2 separate regions of the Mus musculus genome follow, and region 1 is linked to region 2. A link is a contact called in public promoter capture Hi-C data. All regions are on one chromosome and are shown on one strand. The core of a region is the stretch at or near the end of the contact, and the rest is flanking DNA. Distances in the headings are between cores, read along the strand shown.

Region 1 (4,661 bases), core at 175-2,674, 250 kb before region 2:
TTCTGGTGTGTTGAAGACAGCTACAGTATATTTACATATCACAAGTAAACCTTAAAAAAAGAGATGAAATAAGCCCTCTCTCCTGAAGTTGTTTTGGGTCACGGTGTTTTATCACAGAAATCAAAGAAGCCCTAACTAAAACATCTACTATGTCTTAAGCATGGACAGGTACACTGGCATTTCACCTTTGGGAATTTTGAAGGTTGGACACCTATGGGTCAGATGCAGCTAAGTTTTCAACTGACGCCTTTATTTCTATAAAATAAACACTGGTTGTTTAGAAAGCAGTTTGGTGATCACATTATCTGCTTCTGTCCTGAACATGAGGGAGGATTCCTGATCTTCAGGTCGTTTGTAGCAAATATTTACTCGGCTCAGCATTAAGGGGCTCAGGGAACACAGGTCCATTGCCACTACCGTGGGAGTTCAGCAATCTAACAATCGAAGAGCACTTTACTTGGTGTCTGGAGTCAACTGCCAACTGCAATGTTAACCTTTTCAGCCTCTTATCCTTCTGGGTGTGCTCTGTATTTGGCTTCCAATTAAAATGATTTCCTCACCTTGAGTCTGTCCTTTGGACTTTCCAAGGCCAATTCCCTGAAAGATCTTTGTTAAGCTATTTGCAAACCAGTCTGGGGTATGCTGCCAGGATCGCACCCTGCTGGTAGGTACCTCAGTCTGGGGTATGCTGCCGGGATCGCATCCTGCTGGTAGGTACCTCAGTTTTCTCTGGCTCTGAAGACATTGTTCAAAGCAGTGTCAGGTCTAGGTAGTGAAGTTCACAGAACTTGACACAGAACCCCTCAGCCACCAAGATAAATGAATTTCATGTATAATGTGATGTTTTAAAAACTCAAAACCAATGCAAAAATCCTTGGATTGTTAATGTTAAGAACTTGACAGACAGGGATCCCATCCTGTACTAGTATGACCTTGGTTCATGTACCTCACTGTAATTCCAGTCCTGGTTCTACAATTAATTTTCGTTACAAAAATGGGTGAGTGAACTGCAGACCTTAAGTGTGTTTGAATGAAATCGATTAACATACCATTAGATATTTATCTCGATTCCTTAAGTTTGGGGAGGTTTTGTCTGTCTGAATCGTCTTCACCCTAGGCCTGGGTTGGTTTTTCTTGTTTTTTGTTTGTTTGTTTGTTTGTTTGTTTGTTTGTTTTGCTTGTCTTGTCGTTTGGGCACTTATCTTCACCCTTCCTCGCTATTCCCTGACACTTCTTAGGGTCCAGGTCCCCCAGTTGTAGGTACTCCTTGCAGCCTTTTCTTACTCTGGCCTGATCAGGTGCCAAGGGCAAGCGAGGCTGACAGGGCGACCTCCCAGGCTCCTCCCGCGTGTCCCGAGCCACTCAGCAGCTCTGCCATTCCGCGCGCCAGTACTGGGCGCCCGCCTTGGCCCGCCCCTTACGCCGGCAGCTCACCGCCTGGCTGCCGCTATATAAGTCGGCCATTTGCTTTGCTCCGCCCCAGAGCCCGGGAGTCAAAGCCGGTTGTCAACCCAGCCCTGTCCCGCACTCGCCTGCCTCTTCTTTTTTTGCTTTCAACATGACAGATGCCGCTGTGTCCTTCGCCAAGGACTTCTTGGCCGGTGGAGTGGCCGCAGCCATCTCCAAGACAGCGGTAGCACCCATCGAGAGGGTCAAGCTGCTGCTGCAGGTACGTTCTGAGATCGAGGGGCCCAGGCAGGAAGTAAAGGATCTGCACAGAAAGGGGGTACCCTAGCGGAAAAGTGGGGCTCAGTCTTTAGATTTGGGGGCAAGGTGAAGGCCGGGCCTAGCCAGTGTCAGATCGAAAGGCAACCGGGAGGAAGGCGCCTTTAAGGACCTGGAGTTTGAGTGTCGCAAGTGGTCGGGACCAGAGGGACCAGAGGCGCTCAGGGCCATCCCCGGCACAGAGAACTAGGATGGGGTTGCCCGAGAGGCTCTGTCTAGCCCGGATTTAGAGGCAAGGGCAATAGGCCTGAAAGCAGGCGCTGGAAAACAGAGTACCTGGCCTGACCGAAAACCTCAAGGTCACGGCAAGGAGATTACAGCTTTGGGCAGGCCACGCGGACCGGTTCTGCGGCCACGCAGCCGGCGAACAACGCGGTGTGGGCTCGCCGGCCGGCAGGCCGGAAGTGGACGCCGGGAAGAGCATGTGCCGGCTACGTCCGCCCCCGCGCAGCCCCTCGCCAGCCTTCCTGCCGCGCGCTCGCCGCGCACTGCCTCTAGGGGGCGCTCGCGGGCGAGCGTTTAGTCGTCGTCACCGCCACCCCTCCCGACAGGAGTGGGGGTGGGGCGGAAAGGGAGCAGCTCCGGAGACTAGAGAAGTTGACTGGTCACCAAGGTGACCGTGTCCTATGCAGGTCCCACCCTAATGCTTCTGAACCTGATCTGGAAGGAATGACCTTTCTTCCTGGTCTAAAGGTCATAGGTACGCTTGAGGGTGCCTCACTCACAGAAGTCGAGACTTACTACTTCTGATGGTGCTGCTCAATTCTTAAACACTTCCCCTACGCCCCCCAGTAGTGTCAGCAGTTAGAATTGTCCAGCTCATGTGATTCTGAAAGCTAGATTTGGAGAAAGGGGAACGAACCTTAACGATTTTATGTGTGTGTTCTTCCCTTTCCCCTTCTCTGTGATTATAACTGTCCCTATTGCCTTCTTCCTATCCATCAGGTGCAGCATGCCAGCAAGCAAATCACGGCAGATAAGCAATACAAGGGCATCATAGACTGCGTGGTTCGTATCCCCAAGGAACAGGGAGTCCTGTCCTTCTGGCGTGGGAACCTGGCCAATGTCATCAGATACTTCCCCACCCAGGCTCTCAACTTTGCCTTCAAAGATAAATACAAGCAGATCTTTCTGGGTGGTGTGGACAAGAGGACCCAGTTCTGGCGCTACTTTGCAGGGAACCTGGCATCAGGTGGTGCCGCTGGGGCTACATCCTTGTGCTTTGTGTACCCTCTTGATTTTGCCCGTACCCGTCTAGCAGCTGATGTGGGCAAAGCTGGAGCTGAAAGGGAATTCAAAGGCCTTGGTGACTGCCTGGTTAAGATCTACAAATCTGATGGGATTAAGGGCCTGTACCAAGGCTTTAATGTGTCAGTACAGGGCATTATCATCTACCGAGCTGCCTACTTTGGTATCTATGACACTGCAAAGGGTAAGTTTGCTATTTGCTTAGAGGCTGTGGGAGATGTGGGTACTTATTTGCAGTTATAGGAACTCAACCTAGGGCCTTGTGCATGCTAATCTAGTGCTGAGCTGTATCCCCAAACCCCAGGTTCCTATTTTTTCCTCCTCTTTGGGACAGGGTCTCACTGTGTATCCCTGGCTAGCCTAGAACCCAGTATGTAGACCAGGCTACCCATTCATAGCCATCCACCTTAAGACAGGGTAGCAAGGTCTTGCACCAATATAACAGAAGCCCACCACTCATTTTGTTTTTAATTGCTGAAGGAAGCCAGATTCTTCAAGTGTGAAGCTTGTGGTAGATAAAATGTTAGTTGGTTATAGTAAATAGGTCAGCAAAACTACATTTTGATTTTTTTTAATCTCTTATTTTTCAGGAATGCTCCCAGATCCCAAGAATACTCACATCTTCATCAGCTGGATGATTGCACAGTCTGTCACTGCTGTCGCTGGCCTGACTTCCTATCCTTTTGACACGGTTCGCCGTCGTATGATGATGCAGTCTGGACGCAAAGGAAGTAAGTTCGGCTTGATCGTAAGATAAAAAGTCATGGGAGTGAGGCAAGTTATGGCCAAAAATGAGTGGGTGGCTGCCTTTAATAACTACAGTCTAGGGCTAGAGATACAGCTCGGTGGTAGAGCATTAGCCCACCGTACTCAAGGCCCTATATTCAATCTCCAGTGTCATTGAAATGCTGTAGGCTCTGAAGGGGTGATGGACAGCATCCATGTTGTCTGCACAAGTGCCTGTGAGCAAACAGCCCTTTAGATGCCTATGACATGGCTGTCCCTGTTCTCCAGTCAATGCCTGTGCTAATGTGTAAATGCTTGGGTTTAAAACTGCCATTAAGTGCTTAGAATAGCTCAGTAGTAGAGAGCTTAGCATACACAAGGCCTAAGGTTCCATCCTTAGCATGGGGGGAAAAGGGGGGAAAATACTTTTTAAAGGTGGGGCTCGGTTCTGTATTAGGATTTTGGAGGTGTTCACTGGCTTTTAGTCATCAACTACATGTCTTTATTCTTTGCAGCTGATATCATGTACACAGGCACGCTTGACTGCTGGCGGAAGATCGCGCGCGATGAAGGGAGCAAGGCTTTTTTCAAGGGCGCATGGTCCAACGTTCTCAGAGGCATGGGTGGCGCCTTTGTGCTTGTCTTGTATGATGAGATCAAGAAATACACATAATTATGTCCTAGGTGTTCTCCCCGAGAACAGGCATGTTGTATAATATACCATATCTTGAACATTCTGGACAGATTCTCTGGGCTTGTCTGTTTTATCAGTGGCAACTATTTACCAGTTGAAAAGTGGGAAGCAATAATATTCATCTGACCAGTTTTCTCTTAAAGCCATTTCCATAATGACAATAATGATGGGACTCAATTATATTTTTTATTTCAGTCACTCCTGATAATAAAAAATTGAAGAAATAAAAATACCCAAAACCAGTTTTGTTCGTTGTTTGTTTCCATAT
Region 2 (4,408 bases), core at 432-2,931:
CTTCCTGCTGGGTGACCTTGGGCAAGTGGTCTAAGTTCTCTGCAAACTGAAAGTAGAAATCATTATTCGCCCCTAAGACCATGGGGGGAAGAACTAAGAAGTAACACATATCAGGCATCTGGCAATGTCTAGCACAGAGTAAATATTTTTAAATTAGGTTAAAATTCATATACTGTCACAAAAGAACACTCAAGATATTTAGAGCTGGCCCTAAATATTTGAACAGCAAGGAGGAAAAGTCACCGTCTGACACAGTCCATGGCTGGTGCCACAGTAAGTCCCAGATGAGAGGGCTGGCTTGGCCTCAGTCGCCACCCATCCTGATCTGGACTGCTTCAATACTCTGGCTTCCGCCTCTACTTCTCTCAACATCATATTCTAAACACATCCTGAATCATGACTGTGTCCCTCCCAGGTTCAAAAGGTGTAGCTCCCTCTAGCTTGCAGGCAGAGTGAGTGCCTTAACACTGTGAGGAGAGGGGGTAAGAACGACTGTCTCAAGGGATGGGCACCTCTGCATTCCCAACACATGAGAGGAAGACAGAGAAAGATCAGAAATCCAACATTATTGGCTACATATTGAGTTCCAGGCCAGCCTTGGCCGCATAAGACCCCGCTTCCAAAATATAAGAACTGTTGTCTCTTGGGATCGGAGGCAGGGGGATTCACCTGTAGTTCCCGGCCAGCCTGTCTCAAAGATATAAACAAAAATTAAGCAAACAGTAAAATCATCCGTTGATAAACGGAAAGACTAAGAATAGTCTAATGCTGGAATAAAAAGATAAACTATGGACCTTTTTCTAAAAACTAGAAGCTATGCGTTTACTAACATCAGCAAGTTTCTTAAGGAAATATCAGAGATGAATGAAGCTGTGTGTCTGCGGCGCTGGGTCCGACTCACCTGCAGATGCTTTTTCAAACCCACCCAGAGAAGTAATGAAGGAAGAAGGCAGAATCAGGCAGAGATCTGCGGTTGTGCTCTGGGGAATACCTCTCTGACCATATCCCTGGTTTCAAGTTTCTCAGCAGGAATCCCCGACAGCGCTCCTGCGTCTGCTGCTGCTGCTGCTGCTGTGCAGAAGGTCAAGGTTACAGAAAGAGCAGGATAGACGAGCCTGAGTCAGAGGGGCTAGGCTGCCTCCCTGAAGCCTTAGGGAGAAGGAGCATAGGGACAAAGTGCAAAAAGATTCCTGATGCGAAAAGGGTGAAAGAAGAGAGGGTGGGGGAGCGATCGCCCCTGATGCTCCAAGATCGCGCTCCTGAAGACTGTCACGGGAAGCCCAGATCAATCCACAGACGAAGAGGCGACCTGGGACCTCTTCACCCCAGCAGCTGCAGGGATGCTGAGAACCGGAGTGACCAGAGCAGCACGTACCCCGCCCCACACTCTCCCTAGTTCGCCAGTCAGGTGCGGGAAGCCGGGCTACTGCTCACCTGGCCTCTTGGAGTAGAGCGGGTCGCGTCCTGAGGTCGCCGCGCTCCTGGTGAACTGGTCCCCAGAATGTAGACGCCTGGCCGGTGCAGGGGACGCAACTGGACGGCCCAGCCCTCCACGCCCCCCACCGCCCACAAAGGCAACCTCTCCTGGCTTGTTCCCTCCCACCGGTCCTTCTCCTCCCCTTCTTCGCTCCCTCCCTCGGAGTCCAGTTGCTCAAGACGCTTCCTTCCCCACCGCCAGCTCCAGTTCCTCTCCCTGTGGGGCCCTTGGAAGGCCAACGAACGCTAGACCCCGGAGCCACCCAGGCGGGACCTGGAAGATCATGGCCCAGGCCCTAGAAGACGGGAACCCGCTGCCCAAAGCCTCGAACAGGCCGGCCGAGTCGGAGGCGCCCAGCGACCCGCAGATCAAGGACAACCATTGCCTTGGCAGGTACAAAGTACAAGCCGTCAGGGACAGTGCCAACCTGTCCCAGGAGCGAATCTTCCACAGCGCCCTGACCGTGAGCGGGGCAAGCTGGGCGCGCCGGCGTGGGGAGTTGCGGGAGCTGCTGGGGCTGCAGGGGGCGGCTCCCGCCGGGTGGCTGTCGGAGGAGCACTTGGAGCCCGCTGTGCCTGGGTCCCGCCGCTCCAGCGGACAGGGCAGCAGCCGAGTGTGCCTTGAGCCGCGGGAGCACGCGTGGATTCTGGCGGCTGCCGAGTGCCGTTTTGAAGTGCTGCTGGAGATGCTGGAGGCTGAGCCCAGCTTGCTGATGCGGGAGGACCCTATCACAGGCTACAGCGTCCTGCACTGGCTGGCCAAGCACGGGCGCCACGAGGAACTCATTCTATTGCACGATTTTGCCAGGCGCCGGGGACTGCCGTTTGATGTGAGCGCCCCTGGCAGCGGTGGCCTCACGCCACTCCACCTGGCGGCTCTGCAAGGCCATGATATGGTCATCAAGGTGCTGGTGGGAGCCCTGGGTGCTGACCCCTCGCGTCGAGATCACAGTGGCAATCGACCTTGTCACTATCTGCGGCCCGATGCATCTCTGAACCTCCGGGAGCTGTCCGGGGCAGAAGAGTGGGAGATTGAACGCGACAGGAAGCGCGAAAACGCTAACAACAACAGCAGCCGCACTACCACCACTACTACCACCACCTCTCGGTGGCTGAAACGCACCCCAAGTGCATCGTGCATCAAGTCCACGGGAGTACACTACAAAGAGGCGTCTCAGCCCGTCAAAGAGAAGAAGGCATCAAGCACCCAGGAAGGACAAGGCCGTTGCCTTCGGCGCTATCTGTTCCCCTTCACCCAGAATCGTTGAAGATGACATGGACTAGAGAACTCATTCTTAGGTTGTTCCTGACCCCACCCAAGCAGATGCTCCTCTGATGCAGTGGGTACACTGACCACATCTGGGGCCCTAGTCCTGTCCCAGGTCTCCTGTAGCTAGCTAACTGTCACATCAATAGAGAAAGAGACCAAAGAACCAGGCTGGCCCTGGTACCCAGCTCCAATACTGTGGGACTTGGGACATTTGGAACGGGGCTCGTGATCCTCCTTGGAAGAGAAGGAGGGCTAAATTAAGCTTCTAGTGGACTTTTCCGGGTAGATTGAAAACATTAAAAAAAAATTAAGACTGTAAACTATTGATGCAGAGCAAATGCCTAATACCTGCCGGCCTGGGTCTGCTGCTAAAATATCCCCATGTGCTGGTAGAGTTAGCCTCTGGCAACCTGCTCCTGAGACTGGCCAGGCCTGAGCAGTCTCATAGAGTCTAATATATCATGAATGAGTTCTTAAGTACATTAAAGGGGATTTTCACCCCACATAACAAAGCTGTCTTTGAGTGTCTTTTTTTTTCTCATTAACCATGGGGTAAAGGGGACCTACTTCCATTTGCAGGAAAGAGGGTAGCAATCAATTCCTTGAAGCTAGTGCTCTGTGGCGGGCTCTGGGCTTCATTCTCTGGGAAAATGGTCAGAAGCCCTGCACCAAAGGAATGCCATTCACCCTGGCTCTGAGCAGAGATACACAGTCCCCCCCCCCCCGCCCCCCTGCTCCCTCAGCCCTGGCATCCACATCTGGCTTTAAGTGCATGTCTCATCCTAGAAGAGTTGTCCTGGAGGGAGGCCCAAGGGTAATTAATGAAAAGGGAAAGCCATCAGACTTATATTTTCGATAGTTCATTGTGCATCAGCAATTGAGCTGCCTTGTGGTCTCCAAAGAGACACGCCCACTCAGTAGAGACAGGGCTTTCCTCATTCAAGCGTGCCTGGCTCTCATCCATGGTTCTTTTTGGTTTTTTGAGTTAAGTGTAATATGAAAGTTGTAGTTTTGGAAAATTGCTCCCATTCAGAAACAGTGTGAATGAAGCAGAGCACAGGAGAGTTGATTCAGCTGAAGTGTGTGTGTGTGTGTGTGTGTGTGTGTGTGTGTGTGTGTGTAGAGGGGGGTGGATAGATGGTGACTAGAGAGTTGTGCTGCTTTATGGAACAGTGCTTTGAAAAACTGCTGGATCCCTGGATGCTTTCAGAGCATTTCAATAGACTCCCAGCCCCTCAGCCCAGTCTTTGAACACCAGGGGCAAACTAAGTCATTACAGAACAGCCCATAAACCTTCCCCTGAGCCCATACATCCAGGACTCCCCACCCCTGCCTCATGAGCCTCTTTGTCCCTCCTGTGCTAGGAGCTGCCCTACTTTCCTGTAATGACCCTGACGTTTCTTCTTATCCACAGGATGACCCAACCCCCTCCTACTGCTGTTTTAGCCTACCCAGTGTCTCTAGGAACTACACCTTAGATATATTGGTACAGTGTAACCTGTCATTTCCTTTTGCTTATAAATAAACTGTTCATGAATGGTTGAAGGATCAGGGGGAACAGTTCCTAGATCCCATCAAGTGTCACTAGCTTGTGTCCTTAGTCCCTCTATCCCTATGCCCGTTTTTAGATGTAAACTGGCTAATTTATATTAGATTGTGGTT

What was found. Capture Hi-C pulls out chosen DNA fragments and counts their contacts.
Region 1: a promoter capture Hi-C map of adipose tissue shows a contact between it and region 2. The contact joins the promoter of Slc25a5 here to the promoter of Sowahd in region 2. A contact is called at or near these places in 11 of 39 promoter capture datasets (the 3T3-L1 cell line, 3T3-L1-derived adipocytes, the C10 cell line and 7 more), 1 of 484 Hi-C or Micro-C datasets (embryonic fibroblasts), 5 of 115 datasets of contacts at active chromatin or transcription factors (the 230-238 cell line, embryonic stem cells, large pre-B cells and 2 more) and 1 of 9 other capture datasets (adipose tissue).

The regions. Positions count from the first base shown.
Region 1 is chrX:36,794,173-36,798,833 of GRCm38.p6, forward strand. Slc25a5 (solute carrier family 25 (mitochondrial carrier, adenine nucleotide translocator), member 5) reads left to right here and starts at 1,425. Exons shown (of 4, transcript NM_007451.4): 1 at 1,425-1,669; 2 at 2,671-3,157; 3 at 3,564-3,704; 4 at 4,215-4,636. The coding sequence starts at 1,559. The coding sequence ends at 4,372.
Region 2 is chrX:37,047,164-37,051,571 of GRCm38.p6, forward strand. It overlaps Sowahd (sosondowah ankyrin repeat domain family member D), which reads left to right and starts at 1,682. Exons shown (of 1, transcript NM_173779.4): 1 at 1,682-3,255. The coding sequence starts at 1,761. The coding sequence ends at 2,744.